2 separate regions of the Sus scrofa genome follow, and region 2 is linked to region 1. Evidence: chromatin contacts called from public promoter capture Hi-C data. All regions are on one chromosome and are shown on one strand. The core of a region is the stretch at or near the end of the contact, and the rest is flanking DNA. Distances in the headings are between cores, read along the strand shown. Region 1 holds the start of DNAJC24 (dnaJ homolog subfamily C member 24). Region 2 holds the start of ARL14EP (ARL14 effector protein).

Region 1 (5,458 bases), core at 1,204-3,703:
TTAAACATTTTGAAACAAAAGAAACTTTAACATCATTTAGCTCAACTACTACCTAAAGCAGGGATAATAACATTTAAACAGTGTCTCTCACAATAAATAGTAAGCTATGACAAAATCTCATAGATTTGATAAAAACTAGAGAAAGAACTGATGTTATATAAGTAATACTCTTCTACTTTTTTCATAAACTGAGTTAACCAGACACCATTATAGTTACTGACATTGCTTAAGAAATCTCAGAATATAGATTGAAAAAAATTAATATGATAGTTGGGAAAGATATTATCTATTTATAAATATCACAACTCATTTCACAAAAGAATGGAGTCAGGTGAAGAGTGTTTGACCTAAATCAGTATTTTTCAATAAAAATACAATGCAAACTATAAATGCAAGCCACATATGCAACATTAAAATAGAAAGCAGATGAAATCAATTTTGATAATACTTATTGTATTTGTAAAAATATGCAAATAATATATATAAAATAAGCAAAATGTAATATATTCTGAAATATATATCCAAAATAACATATCCAGAATATTATCATTTCAATATTGAATCAACATAAAAATTTTTGATTATTATATATTATTTTTTGGTACTAAGTCTTCAAATTCCAATGTGTGTTTTACACTAACAGTGCATCTCATTCTGGACTAGCCAAGTTTCAAGTGCGTTAATAGCCACTGTTAGCTAGGGTCTATGGGATACTAATGTTGACTATTACATGGCACATTTCAAGGAATTTTACAAAGATTATTTCATTTAATCCTTCTTGAGGAACATACAGGAGAAAATAACTTGTCCAATTTCTCAAGGAAGTTAGTGGTGGAATCAGGATGACTCAATCAGCATGACTCAGATCTGGTCCAAACCATCATGCTAGCCCATCTCAAATCAACTTTTTTTCTTTCACTGAAAGTTTCAACTAATCAAATTGATACTCTGATCAATCTTTTTTTGTTTTTGTTTTTGCTTTTTTCTTTTTAGAGCACACTTAGTGGCATATGGAAAATTCCCAGGCTAGGGGTCAAATTAGAGTTGCAGAGGCCGGCCTACACTACAGCCACAGCAATGCCAGATCTGAGCAGCATCTTTGACCTACACCACTGCTCACAACGACGGATCCTTAACCCACTGTGAGAGGCCAGGGATTGAAAGGGCATCCTCATGAATACTAGTCGGATTGCTTACCCCTGAGCCACAACAGGAACTCCCTCTGATTCCTGCTTTGATATCATTTATTCATTTTATGGAAACCTAAATTTCTGGTCACCTAAAAAAACTGATCCCCCGGCCCCCAATGATTTAGAATCTGAAAGAAAACGACTTACCATTAATATGAGTTTTTGATACTTTTGTTTTAGGTCTGACACACTTGCAGATGGGTCTGCCCCTAGAATGCTGTACCAATCCTTTCTTGGTATCTGCTCAAATGCCATCATCCATCCAACAAGAAATGAGCCTTCTCAGATCAGCTGAATAGAAAAATTGATGACAATTCATTACGATTTGCGTGTATCTAAGAAATAACAAGGAACCGTTTTTCTAAGTTCTTCCATATTTGAGTAAATCATGATTACAGTGCAAACCTGAAGAAGCGTATCTTTTAATTTTAAAACGTGCTAAGAATTCCATGGGTAAGTATACAGACAAGTGTGGAAAACCTATTAGATGTTTCATGATATACGCTTATATCTTAAATTAATGAATATACAAAAGCAAAAAAAAAAAAAAAAAAAAAAAAAGAGAGAGAGAGAAAGAAAAAAAAAATTCGATAATGATCCGGAGCAGTGGATGACTGCTAGATGACTGCTAGTATTTCCGCTAGTTTCTTGGTAAAAGCGACACACAGTAAGTGCTCAGCAAACACACTAGAGTTTAATTAATGTTTACAAAATGAGTAAATATTTCCTAAAAGCAAAACAAAACACCAAAGAATTAACATGAATCTGGGAGCATTCCCTCCTAATTTTTCCAGTTCACCTCTTTTCTTCCAGATTACCTTAAAAGAATAACAGGTGAAACAGCTCGTCAGCAGCGGCAGGTAGAGAGCAACAGTCCCTTGGGCAGAGGAGACGCGCTCAGACCACGCAAAGAGCGCCTGAAGCTGTTCACTGAAGGATACCGCAGCCCTCCAGCTTGCTTCCCGAAACACAGCCCGCCAGAAGCCCCAGAACCAGGCAACCTCTTCCCGCAGCAATGAGTTCAACGAGACATCCGGGGTTTCCTAAAATTGGGACTCGGAAATCCTCGGCCTCCACAGGTCAGCACCCTACCCTGGATTCGCCTCTTAGCAAACTTACCAAACTTAGCAGAGCCATTAAAGCCCACTGCTACGGCTGTCTGTCTAACCACGGAACCGGCTTCTGCTTCCGCCGGAAGTCACTGCCCTGACGTGATCACGTTTCTAGTCGAGCCGCCCAGGCTGAGGCTCCGATCGGAAGCGCCGCTCCGCCCTCTGGACGCGGTCGCTATGGTAACCCAGTGGCATTTTCCAGGGCGTTTGTCATCAGTAAGTGCCGGAGCTGTGGAAAAAGGCATTCTTCTTTTTTCTAACTCACTCCTGTCCTGGCTTCCCGACTGTCGCTTCTCTCCTCTTCCTCAGAGAGCACCCCCCGCCACCAGGCTTTCGCCGCCTTCCCCAAAGCTTCCTCCGCTTACCCTACCCAGCGCTGCTCCCAGTCCTTTTGTGGTTGGCGAACGTAGTACCGTGGCTGGGGATGGGATGGGGTGGGGGTGGGGATGCTGGGGTGGGGGGGTGGGGATGAAGAGAACGCTGAGGAGCTCTGACTCGCCTTTGTCCCCACACGTGCCTTCTAATGTTCTCATTCCAAAATGAAGGGAGCTAAAACCTATGCTGAGCAACGTTTTTCTTATTCAGTTTCAGTATTTTTTTTCTTCTGGAAAAGATGTTCAACGTAATTATTATTGTTTTTTTGGATCTTAGCAACCGACTTAAAAAATGAGAAATTTTAAAAGTCCTTTCACACTCAGCAAGTCTACCTATTGCCAGGGCAGCTATGCTATCTTTAAAGCTTACGGAAAAAGCAGAATAATACTCTCTTTTTGAGGCAGTTGCTGGGCACTCCAATGGGCACTGTTAAGTTTTTTGGTTGCTGTTGTTACTTTTTACTTCTCTCTTGGTTCATTCGTTCTGTTGTTCCCTTTTATTATCAAATCTCTGTTCCGCTTACCCAGTATTGACCAACCTTGTTTGCATTGTGCCTGGAGGTGAAAAAAAATGCATTTTATTGCTTGGCAGCATGATATAATTTTCACTTGGAGATGTTGAGGTAGTTTTGTTACTGCTTAGATTTGCTTTCCTTTATCTTTTTTATCTTTCTTCTACCAAATCTCATTTTGAGAAGCTGCGAAGACAAACCCTAAGTACATAAATAAGATATTTTGATATGGTCAGTTATTGAATGATGTTAGAAACTATAAAAGAAAAACTGAGTGATATAGGAAAGTGTAAAAATCTCAAGGGAAAAGTTTAAATTAGGTTCTCCATTGGGTTTTAAACATAGGATATTTAAAAGCAGACAGCGTTAAACTAAGTCAGAGAATCTGGTGTTCAGTCCTGGTTCCAGCATAACTTCTTTGTGGCCCTAAGGATACCTAAAATGACAGAACTGTTATTCTGAAAACCTTCTTATACAGTGCTGTCAGAATGGTACCTCTTGAATTTTTCTAGCCCTTAAACTTCCCTTTTCCACTGCAGGTTCCTTCTTCGTTGGATTCAGGTCATCCAATTTTTACAGCAAGAGCACCTTATTTTGATTTATAATTCTATTAAGGCATCACGTTATGTCTTTTATTCCCTTTTTTGAACAGAATTCTAAAAACCTAATCAGAGTAACTTAGTTTTCTCAATTTACTTTTTTAATACTTGTATTTTTTATTTATTTGGATTAGAGAGAATTACTTTTTTTTTGTCCCCAGAAGATCCCAAGTGTTTTGTCACTTCATATCAACATACTTTGGTTTGCATCCCAAAGCATATTTTTGCAACTTTTTCTTTCCTCTCCATCATATCATTATTCCACAAAAATGATCAGTAATTCATTGATGTTGTTCAATATCTAGTCCTTATTATATTTCCATAGTTGTCTCAGAAATGTCTTTTTATGGTTAGTTTGCTTGACTCAGAATCCAAAGTCTACACATTTCATTTTGTTTTTCTGTCTCTTAAATATCTTTTGAACTATAGCAGTTCCAATTCTCCACTACTATGGTTTTGTTTTTCCCTGCCATTAGATTATTGAAACACAGATCAGTTGTCTTACAACCTGAATTTATCTGTTTATTTATATTAGAATAAACTTCTTTAAACATTTTTTACGTGAATACTTTCTCATTAACTTTCCTTCATTTTTTTTTTCAGATTCTAGGGCAGTACAGTCCAATAGAAATACTATGTAAGCCACAAATGCAAACCACGTGTGATTTTAAATTTCCCATTAGCCATGTTAGGAAGTAAAAAGAGACAGATGAAATGAATTTTAATAATACATTTATTTAACCCAGTATGATTATTTCAAAATGTAATTGATATAAAATAATTAAAGAGATATTTTACATTCTTTTTTCATACTAAGTCTTCAAAAGCTGGTGTGTATTTTACCTGTACAGCCCACTTCAATTTGGACTAGCCACATTTCAAGTACTCACTAGCTCTGTCTAACTGGTGACTATTGAACAGAGCAGGTCTATAGGATAAAGTCCTCCCTCCTTAACCTGGTGTTCAATTACCTTCCCAATATGATCCTCGTTTTCCAGCCTCATCACCTATTCATACATGAAACTTTTAAACAATTGAATATTTTGTTACTTCATCCATAATTTTGTTCAGATGGTTCCTTTTGCATGCAACACCATAGCTTTTTCTTCCTCCTATCTGTTTTATTCCTCCTTTAAGACCTGTTTTCTTCCATCAAGCCTTTTATGACAACCCATCCTTAGAAATCACTTCCTCCTCTGGACTTTCATAGCAGTCCTGAGTTTACTCCCCATTTGTACTCATAGGGTATTGTTACACTTTAGATATATGTTCTAATATAAACTGTAAGATAAACTCTCTGAGGGCAGAAACACCTCTTAGAGAAACTAAGCACCAGCTTTCTGGCTATGTTCTCTGGAGTTCTAATGATATATTCTAATGATGTGTCCATAATAGGTTTCTTTCTATTTTATTTTAAGGAGGTAATTTATCCATTTTGTAGCAGAAATATGTACTGTGTTAACATAATGGTTAAGAGCATGAACTCTGGAGTCAGACTGCATAGATTTGTATCCAGGTTCTGTCTCGTGCTGGTTATATGAACACTTTAATCTCTGTGTCTTGGTTTCTTATTCTGTAAAATGGAGAAAATAATAGTACCTCCTTTATAGGTTTGTTGTGAAGATTAAATGAGATAGTGGTGTCTGAATGTAGTAAATACTCAGTAAAGAT
Region 2 (5,458 bases), core at 1,940-4,439, 950 kb after region 1:
AGTTGAATTTATTTTTCTTTCAAGTTAGCCAGGACTCTTATCAGTCTTTGAAAGCATCCTTTTCTGGTAAACAGTGGCTTTCAAACATTTGAACTTGTGGCACACTTTTTTGAGTACTATAATTTTTGGAGGAATATTTGAACAAATATTGCTGCACAATGATACTATTTTCTAAGACGCCATCCCTCAGGTATCACTTTAGGGTAGAATTATTTAGAGAATTTCAAAGACAGAAAGAAAAAAACAACTAATCACATACAAGGGAACTGCCAAAAGGCTATCAGCTGATTTTTCAGCTGAAACTTTTGCATGATAAAGTGCAGAAGGGGGAAAAAAAAAACTTGCGGAGTTCCCACTGTGGTGCAGCAGAAACGAATCCAACTAGGAACCAAGTGGTTGTGAGTTCAATCCCTGGCCTCACTCAGTGGGTTGAGGATCCGGCGTTGGCATGAGCTGTGGAGTAGGTCACAGAAGCGGCTTGGATCTGGCATTGCTGTGGCTGTGGCATAGGCCGGCGGCTACAGCTCCAATTCGACCCCTAGCCTGGGAACCTCGTGCTGCGGGTGAGGCCCTAAAGAAAGACAAAACAAACAAACAAAACTGCAACCAAGATTACTCTACCCAGAAAAGTTATCAATAGGAAACTGAAGGAGAGATAAAGTTCCCCAGACAAGCAAAAACTAAGTAAGTTCATCACCACTAAACCAACCAGAAATGTTAAAGGATCTTCTTTAAGCAGAGTAGAAAAGGCCATAACCAGAAATAAAAATATGTGAAAGAAAAACACTTCTCTAGTGAAGACAAATATATAGTAAAAGCAGTGAATCAGCCACTTAAAACAAGTATGAAAGTTAAAAAACAAAAGGTAGTAAAATCAACTATAATCAAGAATTAAGAAATTCACAAAAGAAAAAGATGTAAAATATATGCCAAAATCATAAAACATGGGGGAGGGGTAGAGTAAAAATGCAGTGCTTTTATTTATTTTATTATTATTTTTTTTTGTCTTTTTGCTATTTCTTTGTGCCGCTCCCGCGTCATATGGAGGTTCCCAGGCTAGGGGTCGAATCGGAGCTGTAGCCACCGGCCTACGCCAGAGCCACAGCAACGCGGGATCCGAGCCGCGTCTGCAACCTACACCACAGCTCACGGCAACGCCGGATCGTTAACCCACTGAGCAAGGGCAGGGACCGAACCCGCACCCTCATGGTTCTTAGTCGGATTCACCAACCACTGTGCCACGACGGGAACTCCCAGTGCTTTTATAGCATTCAAACTTAAGCAAGGATCAGCTTAACATAAACTGATATATATATATTTAGAGATCTATATATAGGAACTTCATGGTAACCACAAACCAAAAACCTACAAAAGATACACAAAAGTAAAAAGAAGCTGTAGCACTGAAAACAAACAAACAAACAAACAAAACCCCATCAAACCACAAGGGGAGAGAAGAAGAGAACTATAAAAACAACCGGAAACAATCAACGTAATGGCAGTAAGTACATATGTAAATAGAATAGACTAAGTGCTCCAAATCAAAAGACACAGATAAGGTGGATGTATGAATAAAAAAATAAGACCCATCCACATACTGCCTACGGTTCTTCATATTTGGAACAATTCAACAAACCCTTCAGGTCTCCAAACTCCGTTTGTAATTTGTCTCCATTCCTATGGTCTGTAAATTAAAGGTCAAACGGAAAAGAATTAACTAAGAGACTGTTTCCAGACCAAGAGGAATGAGCACAGCTCTCATTTCTCTACCTTACTTCTGAATATGGTCAAAATTGTCAAACAGTATTTAACACTACAGATGTTGGTTAAGTGACTGCTGAAAACACTTTCACCTCTTCCTAGAAAACAAAGTCTGAACTCTTGAGCTTCTCATGACTTGTTCAAATGTCACACACTCCAGGTCAAACTACACTACCGGCAAAGTTCTTTACATTTTGTCTTTAAACAGTCCTCTTTGCTGGGAAAGCCTTTGGCTCTTTGTGCCAGGCAATGCTAACTTGTCCTTCAGGAAAGTGCCAACGTCTTCATCTTTCTGCTGTGCCTTCCCCAAGTTATTCTTATAGGTCCTTCTTAATCTTGTAAAAGTTTGAAACTTTTATTCTATTCTCAGCTGTTGGAAGACAGGAGCTATATGGTGTTATTTTTTATCACCCAAGGCAAAAGAGTAACTTCCGGGACTTCCCTTTTTTTTTTTTAGCACTCATCAGAGGCTTTCTTCCTTCTTGTTAGATTTTTTTTTTTATTGTATGTTAAACTCCGTTAGGGGGCAAGGAATCACGTGGGTCCTGTTCACAGCAGCAGTTTCTCTAAATAGCACACTACTGGGGCTTTGTAGGTGCTTAACACCTTTCCAATGAATACATGCTCCTTAACTGCCAGAATCTCACACCAAGAAGCCTGAATCTCCCCAAATCAACATGGGACTAGGTGTCCAGAGACCTGCAATTATTCCCACCTCAACCCTGTAGTCACAAGCATAACGTCCCTATTTCAGGGCCATATCATAAAGTTTCAAGCCATCAGAAACACGTCATATGAGCACCTACTACGTTCATGCTACCAGGACGGAAAAAAAAAACAAAAAAACCCCAACCATTCAGCATCCAGCCTCAGCCTCAACCAAACAGCTACGGCTGGGAGGGTTCCGATTTGAAAAATAAAAAACAAAGAACAGAGATTACGAGCTGAGGACGGGGTTCTAGGCCACCAAAACTCTCAAGTGACCATGACAAGCCAAAGTCAAAGTTTGGAGGGCTCTGGGTCTCCCGAAGACAGTCGACACCTCGTGGGGTCGACAGGTGCAGCAGAAACCGTGCTGGGCCTTGACACCAGGGGCCACAGAGGAACTGGGAGAAGAGGGAGTCTCTGCAGGGTGGCAGGCTGCCGGAGGCCCCAGCGAGCCGCTGAAAATCCACCTCACGCATCGGACTCCTCTTCCTCCCTCTCCTCCCGGCCCGTGGTCCCCCTCCCACCCAGGGATCCTTCTCCACGCCCCTGATCCTCTCCAGAGCCACCCCAAGCCCTTTCCTACCTCTAGCGTGAACTCTCCTCCACTGGGGTTCAGAGCTGCCTTGGCCGCCGGCTTTTCAGTTTGTCCCGGCGCTACCATCGAGAGGACGGCGAGCGGGGCTAGAGAGGCCCAGCGCTACCATAAAGAGAAGCCCGGGAGAAGCCTAGAGAGGAACCGAGTCTGGCCGCCTCCGGGGCGGAAGGGGCGGGACGACGTGGATTGGCGAGTGATTCAAGGTGAGGCAATAGTTACTTCAGAGGGTGACGACATTTTGCTCACCGTTCTCAGACGTTTTGTAGTTGGGAGGTGTCTGGGACCACCTTTTACAAGATACATATTCGGCTAAGATGTAATTTGTTCGCGAATCTCTACGCCTGTGCGTAATGCCATATTTTTGCTTCCCAACCCTCCGAATCCCTGAAATAGTAAATGAGTTAAAAGGACTTCAAGACCTTTAAAGGGCCCACGTTTTCTTTGATTTTTTTCAGTCAAGCTAAATATATTTCAAAAATGCATCTCCCTTATTATAAACTAAAAAAAAAAAAAAAAAAAAAGCTTTGTTTATTCCTTTGAGAAAAGTATAGACACCGGGATGATGCTTGCAAATTTTCTGAGGGGAAAAAAAAAAAAAAAAAAACCCACAACACTATCGTTCCTGTATTCCTACTGTCCTAATTTAGGAGCACATTAATTTTTGTTGTTGTTAGGGCCACAGGTAGGGGTCTAAGTTGCTGGCCTACGCCACAGCCACAGCAATGACCAGATCTGAGGCCGCTGAGTGAGGCCAGGGATTGAACCCACATCCTCATGGATACTAGTCTGGCTCGTTTCAGCAGAGCAAGAATGGGAACTCTACGCACATTGATTTTTTTTAACTCAATGAATTTTATTATGTTTATAATTTTACAACGTTCATCACAACCCAGTTTTATAGCATTAGCACATTAATTTTTAAAGCAGATTTTACCAATCTAGAATCTTTGAGAACCCTAGATCATTAGCCTGGTGGGCCTCAGCCTTCAACCAGCTTCAAGTCTAGGTAGGAGGAGATATTACAGGCCACCCCTACCCGGCAACCTCCCCACCCCACCCCTGCCCCTAATTGCTTTTTTTAGCCAGCCAAACGAAAAATGTGAAACAGGGAAATAAGATTCACCAAAACCCACGCTTGGTAGCAATACTATGTATACATACTGTAAGTTGTTTTTTGCAGTGAACCTATGGTCCTTCCCTAGCACCTCCATGCTGCTTTGCAACCAAGCAGGGCTTTGCTACTTGCTAAGTTACACCAATTTTAGAAGTGAGGAGTGGGAGAAAGGCAAGAACAATGGGTAATCCCCTCAACTGTGCCTGTAGGAGGTGACATTCTGTAGTTCTTTTAATAGTTACTTTGTGGTTGGCACTTTGCTAAGTTATAAGGAGAGAAAAAAGAGAAAAAGAATGAAACATTCCTGCTTTCAAAGAGCTCACAGACTAGCTAGAGACAGAGGAATAAATAGTTAATCACACTGTGGTGTGGTAAATGTCATCTTGGAAACATAAGGATATGAACAGGATAAAAGAAGAAGTGCTAAAGCAGGGGCATTCTGGGAGGAGATTAATGCCTGAATTGAGTTGTCCTATGGAAAACTGCTTGATGCAGTGGTGGCCTCCAGGTACACTATTGGGAAGTCTATCTTAGAGGTAATGAACTACAGAGCTCCCAGACCAAATTAAGATGCTTGAATAACATGGCTTACTGGATCAATTTAAATATCCCCTGAAAAGCAAGGGGAAAGAGTTGGGGAGTAAGTTAATGCACCTAAGCTAAGAGGGGGGCAAGTGCAAGGGCAACATCAGCTGAGTCATGGGTTATGCAGTGTTCATGTGCCCTGTTGGCCACATCAGCCTTCTCCACTGCTCATATGCTTGTGAAGACTAGAGGTTACAGAAAGAAGGCCTACAGGTGGAAGTGCTTTGCACCAATGATACACACCTGCTCTGTAGGTTCTATACAGGACCAATGTGCTTGGCCCCAACCAGAACTTACTCATTAGCCTGATGAACAGACATCAATTTTATTTGCATTTCTTGGCTAGAGCATTTATGAGACTATACTAGATGCCACCTATGAATGGCTGATTTAGGGGTGACATAACTGGCATCCCAGAGATGGTGTGATTATTTATATCTTAGTTTTTTCATTCCTTTTTGACTAAAAATGACGCTCTGTTCCATCACATTTTTGATTTATTTTAACTTTGGTATGCCTTATAGTTTACTAACTTACAATGTGTGTTTAACACAATTCTGTCTATGTTTCACAAAGTACATGCTTACTCATACGCTATATATAAAATATCCTAGGAGTTTTGCATTTATCTCATAAGCTCCCAGTGTACTTAACACCTCTTCTGAGTAACGCTTCTTCTGACTTTCATCCATCCT

What was found. Promoter capture Hi-C pulls out the DNA fragments that hold promoters and counts their contacts.
Region 2: a promoter capture Hi-C map of liver shows a contact between it and region 1, with 5 times the contacts expected there. The contact joins the promoter of ARL14EP here to the promoter of DNAJC24 in region 1. A contact is called at or near these places in 1 of 5 promoter capture datasets (liver) and 1 of 2 datasets of contacts at active chromatin or transcription factors (alveolar macrophages).

What each region holds. Positions count from the first base shown.
Region 1 is chr2:29,362,791-29,368,248 of Sscrofa11.1, forward strand. DNAJC24 (dnaJ homolog subfamily C member 24) reads right to left here and starts at 2,454. Exons shown (of 4, transcript XM_021085296.1): 1 at 2,310-2,454; 2 at 1,338-1,481. The coding sequence starts at 1,448. It overlaps LOC100517025, which reads left to right and starts at 2,391. Exons shown (of 41, transcript XM_021085289.1): 1 at 2,391-2,518.
Region 2 is chr2:30,308,394-30,313,851 of Sscrofa11.1, forward strand. ARL14EP (ARL14 effector protein) reads right to left here and starts at 3,190. Exons shown (of 4, transcript XM_021083230.1): 1 at 3,053-3,190.